Linked DNA regions of Gossypium hirsutum: region 2 is linked to region 1. Evidence: chromatin contacts called from public Hi-C data. All regions are on one chromosome and are shown on one strand. Each heading gives the region's core, a stretch centred on a gene start, on an enhancer-like site or on the middle of the called end of the contact. The rest is flanking DNA. Distances are from core to core; before and after follow the strand shown. Region 1 holds the start of LOC107904069 (probable methyltransferase PMT2). Region 2 holds the start of LOC107903938 (phosphate transporter PHO1 homolog 3).

What was found. Hi-C and Micro-C count contacts between places; a contact is called where the count stands out from the background.
Region 2: a Hi-C map of leaf shows a contact between it and region 1, with 1.8 times the contacts expected there. The contact joins the promoter of LOC107903938 here to the promoter of LOC107904069 in region 1. A contact is called at or near these places in 10 of 34 Hi-C or Micro-C datasets (callus, hypocotyl, leaf and 2 more).

The regions. Positions count from the first base shown.
Region 1 is chrD05:35,400,618-35,405,893 of Gossypium_hirsutum_v2.1, reverse strand. It overlaps LOC107904069 (probable methyltransferase PMT2), which reads left to right and starts at 2,100. Exons shown (of 7, transcript XM_041092909.1): 1 at 2,100-2,471; 2 at 2,636-3,297; 3 at 3,407-3,617; 4 at 3,743-4,037; 5 at 4,335-4,724; 6 at 5,009-5,086. The coding sequence starts at 2,653.
Region 2 is chrD05:35,642,657-35,647,932 of Gossypium_hirsutum_v2.1, reverse strand. LOC107903938 (phosphate transporter PHO1 homolog 3) reads left to right here and starts at 2,433. Exons shown (of 9, transcript XM_016830163.2): 1 at 2,433-2,748; 2 at 2,751-3,020; 3 at 3,103-3,439; 4 at 3,518-3,768; 5 at 4,823-4,943; 6 at 5,035-5,276. The coding sequence starts at 2,433.

The DNA of each region.
Region 1 (5,276 bases), core at 851-3,350:
ATGCACAGATCGTCCAATCAACATAATAAACTGGCACCAAATTGCATCATCGAATAAATCGAAGTAAGGGAAAATTGGCACATATAGTACATATTGGCGCATGAAGCGCATACTGGCACACAAAGTGCATCCTGACGTATAAGCGCATAAACCCGTACACAATCCAATCCTACAACGTGCCAACTATATCCGAGTTAACCTAACTAGTTAATAGGGTACCAATGTTCAATTTCATTTGTAATTCAGTACATATATAATTTCTTGATCATATTCATAACCACAATTCATTTCATCATCAAATCGCATATATTTCATGTCATGCAACATATTTCTACCCAAAAGTTTATAACACATATCAAGACAATTCAAGTTATTTTCCATTTTATTCATTTTAGTTCTCGATCTCGATAATTCATATCAAGCTGAACACAATGATTAAAGGTGGAAGTCGAAGTAAACACCTCGATATTAAGTAACTTAGCAATTAAGGATCACATTAAATCCTTGGAAGATCTTATTGAGCACATAAATACAATGTTGATGGTAGTTGATCATATGGAAAAAGGCGTGCCACCAAAGTTGTTTAAAGATCAAGTCTTTGAAATGTGATTATTCTTAGAATTGTCACTATAAGTAATATTTAGTTTAGTTTGTTTTCTCAGTCTGGTTGTGTGTTTTGAGCAGAGAAAATAAACATTTTGTTTAGACCTAAAACAAACGCTAGAGGTTTGTCCATAAAGTAACTTCCCACATTTGTGAGTTTATTTAGGAGAAGAAAATTTGCATTGTAATACATCGAAGAAATACTCGGTTAAATATATTATGTATAATACTGGTATTGAGAATATTGTTATAAGATTGGGGTCAGCGGGAGAATGCTAAAACATTTATTTATTAGTGGTCCTTAATTTTATAATGCAAAGTTAAATAACTTTGTATATTGAGGGTAATTACTTATGGAATTTTTTGAGTTTGGGGGATTAAATAGGGTGTGAGAGAGTTTGATAATAACTGCTTAACCATACCCCATTCATTATCTTTAAAAGGATAATGTGGTTTTTTTTAGAGAGTTTTCAAATGTTTTGGATAGGCACAATCTTTTAAACAATTTTATTTTTAGGATTTGAAAATTCTAATTTTACATCAATTATATGTTATGGATGGAAGTTCATTCATTGTTCTTTGATTTTGAAAAGAAGTTGATACTTAATTTTTCAACTTTTATATATTTATATCTTACAACTCCAATCTATATTAAATTGTTGTCATTATTAAAAAATTGATTAAAAATTAGTTATTTAATAATAAAGGGTTAATATTTCCTTTTTTATAAAAGCTCGTACTTTTATTTCTTTAAAAAAACCACAAATTTGATATTTCTTTTCTAAAAACACCGACATGGTATTAAAGAAAATAAGGGGAGAGAGAGGCAGGATTTTGGCCGTCCTGGTTAAAAGGGATAATAACACTTCTAACCCCTTGTACTTTCACCCGGTTATGTGTGCTAAAAATGGAAAAAGAGTTGGGTAAAGGAAATCATTGTCCAAAATTAGGCCTTCAACCAACCAAATGTTCAATAGCTTTCCGTAGGAATATAATACAGATATTTTTATGATCATTTACATCCACCACCATTTGTTGCTGTGCATCACCGCCTCGTTAAGCGTAAATCAGGATCCGAATGGGGGCATTGGACCCACCCCTTTACCTTTTTCTCCCTGTCAATTCCTAAGCGCGTGGGTCCCCCTTTGCTCTCTATGCGCATGACGCACCCCGTTTTAATTTAACACGGTCTTTGCTTTTTTGATAACACCAAAATATAAGGCCTAAGTGTTCTCTCAGTCCCTGTAATTTTTTTAACTTTAATCACTTATATTTTTAATACTATTAGTCGGTTTAAAAATTTCTTTTAAAATACCATATGCACCTATTAGTAATATTATGGATTGGAGTTTGGTTTTCAATTCAAATAATGATTATATATATTTTGAAATGGGTTAATAGAAACTAAATTGTAAAAGGTTGAAGAATACAGGGACTGACATTATATTTAAACTAAAACATAAGGAAGATTAAAAGTAAAGCGAGATCTCTGTGTTTCTTGTAATTAGGAGGCTTGGATTGTATTTATAAACCCAAAAATAGGATTCACGACAAATTGAAAGACAAAAGATAAAGTCGAAATTTGGGATTCTTTTATCCCAATCAATCCCCCCCCCCCGTCTTTATATAATTAAAACCCTTTTCTCTCTAAACCTTGTTTCCACGGTGATCGTTCTTCTTCGATTTTAATATAATCGAAGATTTCTTTTGGGGGAGATCAGGTTTTTTTTTTCTTAAAAACTTTTCAGTGTTTTATTGACACGTCTCTCCCTTCCCTTCCCTTCCAAGCTCTGAAAATCTCCCTTCCATCATTTAATTCTCTTTTCTTTGAGATCTTCACCCACTGATTTCATCTATTCATGCGATTGGTAACTCATCTGACACTTCTTTCCTTCCTTCCATCATGGGTTTATATTTTTCCTTCTGATTTAAAGATTCTTTTTTTTTTTTAAATTTTTACTCAAATCAGCTCTTAGCTAGTTTAAGTCCACTGATCTTTGTTCCCCATCATTGGATCCTTATGATTTTGCAGGTTACTATTTTAAAAAAATGGCACTGAAACCGAATTCAGCGGATGGTAGAACAAGGAGTTGGGTTCAGATATTTATCGTTTTTGGATTATGTTGTTTTTTCTACATATTAGGAGCATGGCAACGAAGTGGTTTCGGCAAAGGGGATAGCATAGCTTTAGAGATAACCAAACACGGCGCCGATTGTAACATCATCCCGTCGTTGAACTTCGAAACCCATCACGCCGGCGAAGTGGGGAACGTCGGTGAATCTGAAAAGATCAAGTCTTTTCAGCCCTGCCCTCCTCGTTACGTTGATTACACGCCTTGCCAAGATCAAAAGCGTGCCATGACTTTCCCCAGGGACAACATGATCTATCGGGAGAGGCATTGTCCCCGGGAGGAAGAGAAGTTGCATTGTCTTGTCCCGGCACCTAAAGGATACGTGACCCCGTTTCCTTGGCCTAAGAGTAGGGACTATGTGCCTTATGCTAATGCTCCCTATAAGGCCTTGACGGTAGAGAAGGCTATTCAGAACTGGATCCAATATGAGGGTAATGTATTCAGGTTCCCTGGTGGAGGAACGCAGTTCCCACAAGGTGCGGATAAGTATATTGATCAGCTTGCTGCTGTGATCCCGATTACGAACGGGACTGTAAGGACTGCACTTGATACCGGTTGTGGGGTATGTCATACTGTCATGTTCTTCAAATTTTTTCAGTTGATCTATTGATTTGTAGCTTTGAGGATCTGTTTTAGGTGTATAAATCTTAAAAATTGGTTCCTTTGTATAGGTTGCGAGTTGGGGGGCATACTTGTGGAGTAGAAACGTCCTTACCATGTCGTTTGCACCAAGAGATTCACATGAAGCACAGGTTCAGTTTGCCCTTGAAAGAGGTGTTCCTGCTGTTATTGGTGTTCTTGGGACCATAAAAATGCCATATCCATCCAGAGCTTTTGATATGGCTCATTGTTCTCGTTGCTTGATTCCATGGGGAGCAAATGGTGAGTCATATGCTCAAACTGAGTGTTCCTTTGAGATTTGTCCTTTGAGGTGTTGTTTTAGTGAGGATTTGTCGTTGTAGATGTTAAGTGATTGATGACTGATTATGGATTTGTCTAAATTGCAGATGGCATGTATTTGAAGGAGGTTGATCGTGTTCTTAGACCAGGTGGCTACTGGGTACTTTCTGGTCCACCAATCAATTGGAGGAACAATTACAAAGCATGGCAGCGTCCCAAGGAGGAGCTTGAGGAGGAACAGCAAAAGATTGAGGATGTTGCCAAACTCCTTTGCTGGGAGAAGAAGCATGAGAAGGGTGAAATTGCCATTTGGCAAAAGAGAGTCAATGATGAGTCTTGTCGTGGTAGAGAAGATGATTCTCAAGCCAAATTCTGCAAGGCTGAAGAGGCTAACGATGTCTGGTATGAGTTGTGTTTGAGACTTCTTTAGAATTTGCAACTCATATCTTATTAGAGTCACTAGTAAGAAACTTTTGGAATTAGTAGAATTGCTGTGAAAAATTTGCCTCTGCTTTGGCAGTGTTTAAAGTTCGGACGCCAATGAACATCACACCTATTCATGCATATCATAGTTCATATTCTAATTGTGATAGAAACTGACTCAATATTGCTAACAATTAAAGCTGGAACCTGCAAATCACGTATCAGGACTTGGATCCTGCATTTTACTTAATCATCTTCTCTTGTGATGTTGGCTAGGTACAAGAAAATGGATGTGTGCGTTACTCCATACCCTGATGTTAGTAGTTCGAGTGAAGTTGCTGGTGGGGAATTGAAGCCATTCCCAGAGAGGCTATTTGCTGTCCCTCCTAGAATTGCTAGTGGAAGTGTTCCTGGAGTTTCAGTTGAGACATATGAAGAGGACAATAACATATGGAAGAAACATGTCAATGCATATAAGAAAATCAATAGACTTATTGACTCTGGGAGGTATCGTAATATTTTGGATATGAATGCTGGATTGGGAGGATTTGCTGCAGCTCTCAACTCTCCCAAATTGTGGGTTATGAATGTGATGCCTACCATAGCAGAGAAAGATACCCTGGGTGTCATATATGAGCGAGGATTAATTGGCATCTATCATGACTGGTAAGTGCCTCGTAGGACTCTTATCAAAGATTGAAGTAAAATCCCAAGTTCGTGCAAAGTTCTGATACGTAGTGTTGCCTGCCTACAAGTATAACCAAGTTGAAACTTAAAGAACATATTTCTAGCTTAAACTAGAGTTTAATCTACTGCTTAATATTTTTGATTTGCCTGGCTATAATTGTGGTATAAGAAACTAGCACAGGACCTACTCCTTGGGGCTCTCATAATATGATTGCTTATAATTTGTATGATTTGTTTATTTTGTTCGTCTTTCACTGGTTCAGGTGTGAGGCTTTCTCCACATACCCAAGGACGTATGATCTCATTCATGCACATGGTCTATTCAGTTTGTACAAGGACAAGTAAGTATACCTAGTTAAATGTGCATTCCTTTTACTTTTTATCATTGTAATATATACAACAATTTATGTTGTTCTTTTACTAGCACTATTGCATTGATGGGTGCAAGTAGGTAGGTTTACTTTTAGATGTGTGCTTCAATTGTGTGAATACCCCTATGTTAAACACGATCATTACCTATTCTTTGGTATG
Region 2 (5,276 bases), core at 1,184-3,683, 240 kb before region 1:
AAATTATTAAAATGGTGAAATTTTACTTTTGCTGTCATAAAAATATACAATTTTATTCAAAAAAAAATGTATGTATTATAAAAATGGAGTAAAAATGATGTATTACCTTATAATATTTTAAAACTTATTTTTATAATGTAAAATAGTAATACATTTATGGTAAAAATATAAAGGTACATTAATTGTTGCAGACAAGTTGCAGGTGGAAAAAATAAGTCATTAATGTTAGAGCTAACACATTGAATGCACATTGCATAAACAATAATGTAATTATGACACATCACCTACTTGGAACGCCAACTTAGAATGCCTTTTCAACCAAATATTCTTTCTTCCATGAGGAAAACTGTTTTTATGATTTTTCTTAAACAAAATATCTTATCAAAATACAGATTTTTTCAAGTATAACATCATTTTTTATGTAATCACAAGCATTCAATTATTAATAAATTGATCAGACTAATTAGATCAAGATATATTTATGACAAATCTCAAACACTTGCACATATACTTACTTATTGTTGATCCCAAATTTGGATATTCAAAACTCAAAACTTCTGTCTTCATTCCTATAATTATATTCTAATATTTAAGTAATGGATGGGAAATGGTCTTAACTACTATCAACTCTAGGACTATTCAAGAATTACTTGAAACAAGCTTTTATTATGATAAAAGCACCATCGAATTTAGTGGATAAAAGACTAGAATTATATCACCATAATTCTAATCATTTTCTTGACTAAAAAAAGTAAAAGTATGGAATAAATATATTTATTAAAAGTTTATGTAAGATGATAAAGTTTAATGTTTAAAATTTAATGTGTGATTGGTTTAAATGTTTTTATTGATTTTATTAATTTTTTGAAAATGGTATTAATATGATTTATATAATAATATAACTAGAAAGATATTTTACTAATTTTTTATGGAGATTGTTAAAAATTTAATATAAATATAAAATTTACGAAAATTTTTAGTACGTAAGTCATTGTTTCATTGGAAAAGCAGGAAGAAAGAACCGAAGACATGTTGATATGATCTTCAACCAACATTAATGAACCAAAAATGACACCACCATACCATTTTGAAAAATAGTAGTGGATTCAGAAATATAATTTAAGGGGTGGAAGTGAAGTCAAAATTTATTTTTGAGACTCGAAATTAAATTATATATTTGTATGATCATTTTAATAGTTTATATTTTTATAATTTTTAGACGATTAAATCAAAATTGTATCGTGTTTGAAAGGTGTAAGTGAAACTTTACCATTATTAATTTAAAATTTTATAAAAATAAAAAAATTTTCATTTTAGGGAGACTCGACGCCTATCATCCGCCCTAATTAAAATATGATAGGAAAAAAAAGATAATATTAATATATTAAAATTTACATAAAAATAAAGACAGTTACGAACAATTAATAGGCACAACCCTGCGGTTGCTGAGAAGTCTTCTTATTGAACACGAAATGAAAGTTGGATATACGAACAAAAATCATACTCACCTTATTTAGCTAACATTCGTCATAAGTACTGATTTAGATTATGCGACTTTTACCAGTTCATTCATATGGTAATGAGAGAAAATATTTGTGAAAAAAGTCTTCCTCTTGTTTAGGAGCTTAAACCAAACAATTGTGAAATGAACGATTGCAATATTTGTGTTCCTTTGGTAAATATGGCTATACTTTGTTGGAATATGAAATAGAAATTGAATGAGCATTGGCCAAGAGATTGCCAGCCGACCTTATCTATCTTATAATATATACTATACCAAATTACATTAGTTTTTCTTGTTGACGAGAATTAAATTCTCAACAGGGTTGCAAAAAGGAAATTCCCAAAACGACAAGTAAGACCAGTTCAACCTTCCATAAACAAATTCCACCATTTTTTTAAACACCTGTTTACACGACATAGAATTCCAATAAAACGAAATGTAGAGATAAATTTGATGAATGTCTTAGCATTGTCTCCCCAGGCGACAAGGATCGCACACCTACTTCCTCGACATATTCACCGCCAAACTTCTTTACATTAAAACTAATGTTAAAGAAAATTAAACAAGGAAGGTGTCAATGACCAATGCTTGGTGTGGCTTCTTGCAAGTGGTGTTTTTATTTCAACTGCCGCATCGTCGACAGCTTTGTTGCTTTTATAAGTATCACTATGGCTCACGCTTCCACTCGAAAACATGCATGGCGAAAAGGTATTCACACCTTTTCCTCCAATATATTGGATATTTTCGACCCGTCCCTTTCGTTTCCCTTCCCACAAATACCATATTATTTAAGCTTTACACCTAATGAACGCTGCTTCTCTCATCAACTTGGCCCTTTAATTCTTAACTCAACTTGCTCTGCGGGTTTCTAAGAGGCTTACAAAAGCTGTTAGCATTACAGTGTTTTATCTGTATTGACAAGGCGAAGATGAAGTTCGGGAAGGAATTCGCGTCGCAGATGGTGCCGGAATGGCAAGATGCGTACATGGATTACGAATACTTGAAGACCCTTTTAAAAAAAATCCAAAGTTTCAAGCATAGGACGAAGCCACCGTCTACTGGCTTAAAACGAAAACTTACACTTTATAGAGCTTTCAGTGGGCTAACGCAGAAGAACCACCACAACCCCACCAGCCCTTCTTCTGCATCACCCGATATCGAAAGCCAACCCATTCTGGTAAACTCCGTCCAACGGAACGGTTCTGAAAGTTACGAAACCACGTTCCTTATGTCGTCGGATGAGGGGGAGAGTATGAGCTGGTTTACTTTAGAAGGCTTGATGATGAGCTGAACAAAGTGAACAAATTTTATAAGGATAAGGTGGAGGAAGTGATGAAAGAAGCAAATGTTTTGAACAAACAAATGGATGCTTTGATTGCTTTTAGGATCAAAGTTGAGAATCCCCCGGTGAATTTCGATAGGTCCGTCGAGATGACTCGTCTTGCTTCCGACATTGCTGTTTCCACTGCATCACTGTCGGTTCCTACTACTCCATCTGCGGGTAGATCAAAGAGCAGTAAGCTACAACTTACAATTATATTTATATCAAGAGTTATCATAAAAATAATTAATTCAACTTCAACCTGTTTGATGTGCAGAAAGAGCTGCTCACTTGGAAGCCATTGAAGAAAGCACCCATGGACAAACTGATGATGATGATAAAGATGATGAGAAAGAGATGGAAACTCCAGTTCAGGAGCCGAAACCGCCGAAACCCAAAATCAAGGGGGTGAAGCCTGCACCACTAGAAGTACTAGACCGGGTGAAGATGAACAACACTCTCGAAACTCCTCGGTCCACCATTAAAGGTCTTCTGCAGGTTCCAAAACAGGCGGAGATGAGTTTCAGTAGGGAAAATCTAAGAAAAGTTGAAGATCAACTCAAGCGGGCTTTCGTTGAATTTTACCAAAAGCTTCGCCTGCTTAAAAGTTACAGGTACATAACTGGCCAGGCTTAGTTTATTTCATCGTTTGGTCTTATTACTCAGTTTTTGTTTTTCCTGGAACTCAACAGCTTTTTGAATACCTTGGCATTCTCCAAAATCATGAAGAAGTATGATAAGATCACATCGAGAAGTGCATCGAGATCTTACATGAAAATGGTGGATAACTCCAACCTTGGTAGCTCTGATGATGTTACAAAGCTGCTGGAGAGAGTTGAAGCCACATTCATCAAGCATTTTTCCAATGCCAATCGTACTAAAGGGATGAATATCTTAAGACCCAAAGCCAAAAGAGAAAGGCATAGGGTAACTTTTTCAACTGGTAAGATTTCTGTTGTTGAAAGTGGCTTTTTTTATAAAGATAATATAAAAAGTTAATTAATTATAAAAATGGGATGGGAGAAAATTATTTACAAAATTTTTTTGTTAATTTGAACTAAAAAAAAGTCTACTACGAAAACAAACAGCTAAATTAAAAAAAGAAACTTGTCACTAATAGATCTTAGCAAGTCTTTGACATATATTTTTAAAAAAAATACACTGGTATCACATGAGATAATGGGGATACCAATAAATTTTATTTAAAAACCGTCATTATTAACTAGTAATTGACTGAAAAATTAAGTGAATAACTCATTTTCATAAATATTTTTTATTTTTTATAAAAAAAAGGGGTTGAAAATTGATGTTGTAAACTATGATTTTCTTTTTTCTTCACACACGATTTCCGCTCTAAACTATACACCTTTTTCCATTTTAGTATTTAATTTTTTCCCCTATTTTATTACCTAAATTTTCTCTGTTATCAACTGTTGACTGACGATGTCAACATTGACCTGCGTTGACTGAAAAATTATAAAACATGTACGAATTATTTAAAACTGTAAAAATATTTTAAAATTATGAAAAATTATTAGAAATTATAAAAAAATGGATTTTCCCAACATTTTAAATAATTTTACAATTTTAAGAATCTTTCAAGTCTTTCTTAATTTTCACGATTTTTGTAATAAATTTTATTTTATTTTATAATTTTTTATCTGATCAAAGCAGATCAACGATGAGTGGTTGATACATATACGTTTTGATTGGTTGAAGGTTTTTCAAACACCATTAGCTTTAGAGGCAAAAAAAAAAAAAACCAAACAATAATCTAAGTACCAAAATGAACAAAAAAGAGTTTAAATATCAATTTGGAAAACAAGTAAAGTTCAAGAGCCAAATCCTAAATAAAACTTTTTTGGAAAGAAATTTTAGTGTACTACTAATATATAATTTTACACACTCAACTGGATGCATTTTAAAAAAATTTACAGGACATTGAGAGAATCCTTTGTTAATATATTCCCTGATTACGTCTTTCTAAAAAAATTCAGGTTTTCTGGCTGGTTGCATGGCCTCCCTTCTTCTAGCCCTTATAATGATCATTCGGCTCCGTAGAATCATGGATAGTAGAGGGAGGACTATATATATGGAAACCATGTTTCCCCTTTATAGGTACTTCCAACTCTTTCTTCTTACCAAAATACATGCATGTTAAAAACAATTACTTGAAGAAATTAACAAGTTGTAATTATCCGGGTTACAGTTTGTTCGGATTCATTGTTCTACACATGCTGATGTATGCAATCGACATTTTCTACTGGAGAAAGTACCGAGTGAATTACGCCTTCATATTCGGTTTCAAGCCCGGAACCGAATTAGGCTACCGAGAAGTTCTTCTTCTGAGCTTCGGCCTTGGAACATTAGCATTAGCTGCTGTGCTCTGCAACCTTGACATGGAGATGGATCCCAAAACAAAAGACTATAAAGCTTTCACCGAGCTTCTTC